2 separate regions of the Macaca mulatta genome follow, and region 1 is linked to region 2. Evidence: chromatin contacts called from public Hi-C data. All regions are on one chromosome and are shown on one strand. The core of a region is the stretch at or near the end of the contact, and the rest is flanking DNA. Distances in the headings are between cores, read along the strand shown. Region 1 overlaps CUEDC1 (CUE domain containing 1). Region 2 holds the start of VEZF1 (vascular endothelial zinc finger 1).

The links. A called contact is a pair of places that touch in the nucleus more often than the background predicts.
Region 1: a contact with region 2 is called in a Hi-C map of fetal cortex germinal zone, with 3 times the contacts expected there. The contact joins the enhancer-like site here to the promoter of VEZF1 in region 2. A contact is called at or near these places in 4 of 14 Hi-C or Micro-C datasets (blood, fetal cortex germinal zone, fetal cortical plate and 1 more).

Annotation. Positions count from the first base shown.
Region 1 is chr16:52,115,784-52,118,850 of T2T-MMU8v2.0, reverse strand. CUEDC1 (CUE domain containing 1) reads right to left here. Exons shown (of 12, transcript XM_077970988.1): 5 at 652-778. Among named protein-coding and RNA genes, the nearest start is that of MRPS23, 26 kb to the left of the region's middle. Within about 2 kb of position 1,785, at least 28 of the 40 cell types and tissues checked have an H3K27ac peak or open chromatin away from gene starts, as enhancers often do. A contact at or near this core is called in fetal cortex germinal zone and fetal cortical plate, where this site is marked.
Region 2 is chr16:52,001,263-52,004,044 of T2T-MMU8v2.0, reverse strand. VEZF1 (vascular endothelial zinc finger 1) reads right to left here and starts at 1,383. Exons shown (of 8, transcript XM_077970977.1): 1 at 1,208-1,383. It overlaps LOC144335563, which reads right to left. Exons shown (of 8, transcript XM_077971040.1): 7 at 2,781-2,782; 8 at 2,169-2,406. The coding sequence ends at 2,404.

The DNA.
Region 1 (3,067 bases), core at 536-3,035, 110 kb before region 2:
GCCCTGTCCAAGATCCTCTAGCCCTCACCTGAGGCTCACACCTCCTAATGGAACCTAGTGGCAAGCCAAAATCCAACGGACAGGTCAGAGCCCTCATTGCAGGGGACACAGCAGTAGCCTAAAAACTATTTTTCCTCCACGCCACGGACCACCTCATACCTTCATCTACAACCTGAACAGTCCTGAAAAGAAATCTGCAAACTGTGGAACAGCCTATACGTGGATTCCCAAACTCAACCCTCTCCCGGCACCGGCAGCCTCAGGGTGGACCTGCCCCGCTGTGGGGCACCTTGGAGCATGCCAACATCTATCGAGAAGCTGCCTCTGGCCCTTTCCCGAGGGAGGAAGGGGGGTGCTCTGGCCCTCCACCATTGGCCACCCCATGCCCGCCTCTCTCCAGCCTGAGGTGACTGCTGCAGCAGACAGCCTCCTTAGGCTGCCACCTTCCCTGGATAGAACAGGAAACCTCCAGACCCAGGCAGGAAGTGAGGCTTTCAGTTCAGCATTCTTTCCCTACGAACCCAGGGCAACAGAAATAGCTCAGCCTGGGTTTAAACATCAGGAAGTAAAACTGGCTGGCACAAATTGTGTGGGCAAAGAGAGATGCTGGACAGGCAGGTGGGAGTGGAAGGCGGGGGCGGCCCCTGTTACCTGTATGCTGTCCAGCTGCTGGGGGAGGATGCGGAGAAAGTCATCCGGGAGGTTGCCCAGTAGTGGTGGGTTCCAGTTCCGATAGCGTCTCTGGCTTGTAGGGGCTGCAGAGCTCAGCACGTCGATACTAGGGGATGGGAGGTGACAGGGAAGAGGGAGTCATTAAGCCCAACCCCAGGTCTCCTGGCCCCATCACACCAGGTCCTCAGGCAGGTCAGATCCTGCTCAGAGATTCCCATGGCCTCCACTGCCCCCAGAACAAAGGCCCATCACTTTGTGTCATCACTGGAGATGTCTCCACCGGCCTCAGCGAACTCCCCAGCCATTCATGCTGTCCAGTCACATGCCCGCCCAGGTCTCTAGACCTTCAGCGCTGTCTGTCCATGGTGCACATGTGGAACTCTGTGGATTTAGCTATAGATGTTTACAAATGTGCCCTAAAGACAGCAGGGATTGTATCCTTTCATGCTTCTATGCTAGCACCTACACAGTGCCAGGCTCACGGTGCTGAGTGACAGGTATGGTCCAAAGGAACAGACACATAAGCCACCAACAGCACAGCCTGCTGCATGTTGGTTTGCTGAAGAGGGGGCATATGGGGACGCCAGGATCCGTACAGAGGGTAAAGCAGATCCAAGCTCCAGTTCTGGCTCAACCATCAGCCGGCGGGGTAGTCTTAGGTGGGCCCCTGTTCCCCTCTCGGGTTCGGTTTCCTTAGCTAGAAACTGCTGCCTCCCTGCCCAGGTACTGGGGAGCCCCTCAGGAGGCCATGTCCTGAGCAGTGTTCTGAAAAGTGTGTGGAGAGGTGAGTGTGGAAGGGATCTCCCTCTCAGGGTGCTCTGGGACCACTCTTTCCAGGCCTGGTGTGTGTGTGGCAGGAGCTCCGTGCCATGGCAGAGCCAACAGCTGGGCAAGGCAGTAGAGGAAGAGGGGGTGGCACACACACCCTCCCTGACCCCCAGGCTCCCGCCCTACCGCCCTGGGCCTGAGGGCAGCTCGGAGCCCAGCCAGGAGCTCCCCACAGCTCCATGGCAGCCTGCAGCGTGGCAACCGCAGGACACGTGTTCCGCTGAGTCAGGGAAACGGCACACTGAGAAGGCAGCCGAGGGCCGGGCGGTGGGGGCCGCTCTCGCTCTCTCGGGCCTGGCTTTGATTTGGTCTCCAGCTCCAGGAATCCCGCCCGCCCCCTCACTGGAGGGGAGCTTTTCCGGGCTGCAGCTGACTATGGAAATAACTTCCTTTCCTTTTCTATTTTGGGCGGGTGGCCGGCGGCGGGGGCGAGGGGAAGGGGCGGGGGCGGCAGCAGACGGGATAACCAGCTGCTAAGTGCCTGGTGGGAGCTCAGCTCTTGCAGACTGGAGCCAAGGGAACCCCAGCACGCCTCGTCCACCCTCTGGCTGCACAGACACAAGGGGAGAGGGAATGGTCTGGAGAGGAGCTTGCATCACAACCCGGGACTCCCATTCCTAGGCCAAATTTTTTCTACATCACTGCCACCTTCTGCCACTGTTGGAGGCTTCATTTTTCTCCAAAGGCCAGAGATGGGGAGTGAGGAAGCCCCATCTCTCAGGGACTCGCAGACCACCCCAGGCTACAGCAGGGAGGGACCCTCACCAGGGGTATTACCCGTTCTTGGGGTCTCAGGGTCTTCATCTGGGACACGGGTGCCCACCCCCAACTTAACCACACCTCGGAGCCACCCAGGAAAGCAGCGGAGGGAGAACCTCAGAAGGTGCATCTGGACTCCTCTAGCCACGAGGACTCCAAGTGCAGAAGGGGACAAGGTGGAGGAGGCCCCTGTTCTCAGCTGAGTTTCCTTGCTGCTGGGCCTGTGGTCCTGAAGGAAGGCCAGGCCCAGCCCCCTCCTGGCCCCTTGCCTGGCACTGGTAGAGATGAGGTCAGCCCACAGCTGCGTGAGCCAGGGGGCCCTGAGCACAGGCAGCCCAGGCAACTCCATTGTGGTCGGAAAGGAATGTCAGAAATGAGCTGAGACGCAAATAAAAAAAAAACTTCCAAGGCTGTAATTTTAACGGAAAAACAGCAGGCGGCCTGTGTGGATGGGTCCCCTGGGTTTCAGAGACCATCTTTCTTTCAGACAGATGGAGGGAAGGACAGGCTGGGGGAGGGGAAGGAGAGAGGCGGGAGGATTTCCCAGCCCAGAGTCTCTGACTCTGGACCCCAAAACTACAACTTCAAGCCCCATCGGACCCCTAGGTTTACCCATGGAACATCAGACCTGATGGAAAGGGATTTCAGAGACAGGCCTTCCAGGTAAAATTTTTGGTAAAAACTGGACATTGAAGTCCAGAGGTGGTTCAAGCCATGTCCCAGGACACACACATCATCCAGGCAAAACCTGGACCCAGGGATCGTGACATTTGAAGCATGCTCCCGGGGGGTGGCCCTGCCTCTCTTG
Region 2 (2,782 bases), core at 134-2,633:
TCAGAGAGGCGGGAAGAACGCACTTAAAAGTGACGAGCTTCCTAACCTCCTCCAGTTCCGAAGTTTCCTCGTGAGCTCATCGCTACTGCCCACTAAATGCTTCGTTTGCAAATAGAAAGGAGTAGGAAAAAAATAAGTTCCAGCCTAGATCTGCCAAAGAGGGGTCCCCCATCTAAAGTGGGCGGGCAAGAGAATTGCCAAAACAGATCGGCTACAGTCACTTTCAAGTTTCTTGCAAAAAAGCGAAGACCAACATCCCAGAGAGTGACTCATCTGGGGGCTTTGTAAGCGGACTTTGTTTGCTCTCTCCACTTGGAGGAAACGTTCGAGGTGGGCCGAGAAAGAAAAGCGATTCGGGAGAAGGTCGGGCCTCCAAGAGTCCCGGCCCCCACCGCTCCCCCCGCCCCGGGCCGGCCCGGCTAGGGGATTCCCCGGGCTCAATGGGACGGCGGGAGAGCTGGACAGAGGGAGAAGGTGTCAGCTGCCAAGGCTCGGCTGAGGCTTGGGAAAGAAAAAATGTAAATCCAGTGAAAAAGTTTGGGGAGGGGATACACACTCACAACATCCTCCCCCCCCCCCCCGAACTGGGTAAACACGAGAGGGGTGGTGGCGGTGAGGGGGAGTGGCGGGGAACACAGGGATACCCGCTATTCGCGGGGACACGAGAGGGGGTCAGAAAGTCAACACAGGCACGCACACACACAAAAAGAAGAGGGAGATGAAAAGAGAACAAGCGAAAGATGGATGAAGTGGCGGGAGGGGACTCAGAGCAGGACCTGGCGACCTCCTCACCCCACCGTGCCGGACCGGGCCGGCACGCAGTGGCCCAGCAGCCCGCGCTATCCAGCGGCCCGGCGCCCTCCTTTCTCTGGGCCGCGGGGTGGTGACAGCGACCGGCCTCCTCCCTTCCCCTTCAGGGCGGGAGGGAAGGGTGTGTGTGAGTGTGTGTGTGTGCGTGTGTGTGCTGGGGGGCCCCCGGGTTCACCCCGAGGCCTGCTCTCTCCCCCGCACCCCGTGAGGCCGCCTCCTTTCACCTCAGCAGCCCCGCTCCGCCGGGGCGGGCGGGCGGGCGGAAAAACAAAGGGGGATTAAGGCCGGGCCGGAGAGCGGAGCCGGGAGGGAGGGGAGGAGGAGCGCCCGCCCGCCCGCCAGCCCGGGGCCCGGCCCCCCTGTCCCCCCCGTGCCCCCCCGGGGGGGCCCCCAGTACCTGGAACAGGAACGCGGTCCAGTTGGCCTCCATGGCTGCGGCGGCCGACCCCCCTCCTCCCCACTCCCCCCGCTCGGGGAGCCTCCTCAGCCGGAGGAGGCGACAACAAAGCGGCGGCGGCGGCGGCGGCAACGGCAGCGGCGGCTCCTCAACATGGCAGCGCCGAGCGCGGCCACTTCCGGTAACCTCCGGGACGCACCACCGCGGCGGCGAGCGCGGGCGGGGGGGGAGCCCCGGCCCGGCCGCCGCCGCCCCCAGTCGCCCGGACCCCCTCCGGGCGTCCCCACTGCCGGCTCGCCGCCTCGGAGCTCAGCCAGTGCCCGCTGGCGGTGGGGTCAGGGCCCCCGCGGGGGGGCTGGGGTGGGGCCCGGGGCGGGGATGGGGCGCGGCGTCCCCCCCCGCGGGGGTGTGTGGTGCTGCGGTCCGTGGCTCAGGCAGCTGTAGCAGGGGGAGCTCAGGAGAGAAGATGGAGGACGCCAGGGTCTGGCGCTGGCCCGCTGGGCACAGCTGGGCCGTCTCCCGTGACTCAGACACGGTGTCCAGCACCGTAGAGTCCCTGTCAGATCCTCAGCGGAGGGCACAGGCCACAGCGGACACCCGGCTCTTCAATCGCTCATGCACAGCATGGTCCCCACCTCCAAATTGGGGGAAGCCCTTTCGACTTCGAGTGTCTCTTCCCTCTGGCATTTCCTCCCTGGTCGGCTAAGCCCTCCGCGCTCTCGCTACGATATGCATCTCATGGCTAGATGGCCTTCCAACTCGAGCAGGGAATCCCACTGGGGTGCAGCCTCAGATCCTCCCAGTGTGGAGGGAAACACTTCCCACGCGTAGAGATGTCATTACTGGGTTATTCTTGGGTGAAGGGCTGAGCCTCCCCATCCTCCCCTTCACTCCAAGATAGGATGTGAAATTCTATCCCAACACCCCTCCTCTCCCGCCAAAAATAAAAACAAGTGAGATAGTATAGACAAGAAATTATTTTAGTCCTTTAGTACAGTCTGTTTCCTCCTTCACCCCCAGAACAAAAATCGAACTTCTGGTTGGACAGCGTCAGGAGATGTCACTGAGGTGACCCCAGCCTCTGTTTGCAGTTCCAAGTCTTCCGTGTAGGCGTCACTGCTACTGGAACTTTGTAGATGAGGAGCCTGTATGATGATGTCCTGAACATTTCTATCCTTTCCTCACACAGAGGGTAGCTACTGGGAATATCAGAGACAAGCTATTATTAAACAAGTGTCTCTAGTCCAAGACATCTCCTGTGGCAGGGAAATGAGGGGGCAGGCTGTATCAGTGATATTTTTATAAACTCTGCTTTTAGGAAACATTCTTCAGATGGACGCATTAAGACTTCAACATTTTCCAAAACCAACTGAATCTTATCCCCTCCATTTTTCCCCCTCCAGACACTTCTAATCAAGGTCACCATCTCCAACTTCCCCCATAGACAATAAAAATATGGCTGGAGAATTCTACTGTAATAGAAAACCAAGGAGATACAATAATTTGACAGTGTGTTTCCTTTCCATCCACTAGACAAGAATACCCCCTCCCATTCTTTCCTCCCCTCAGTCACCA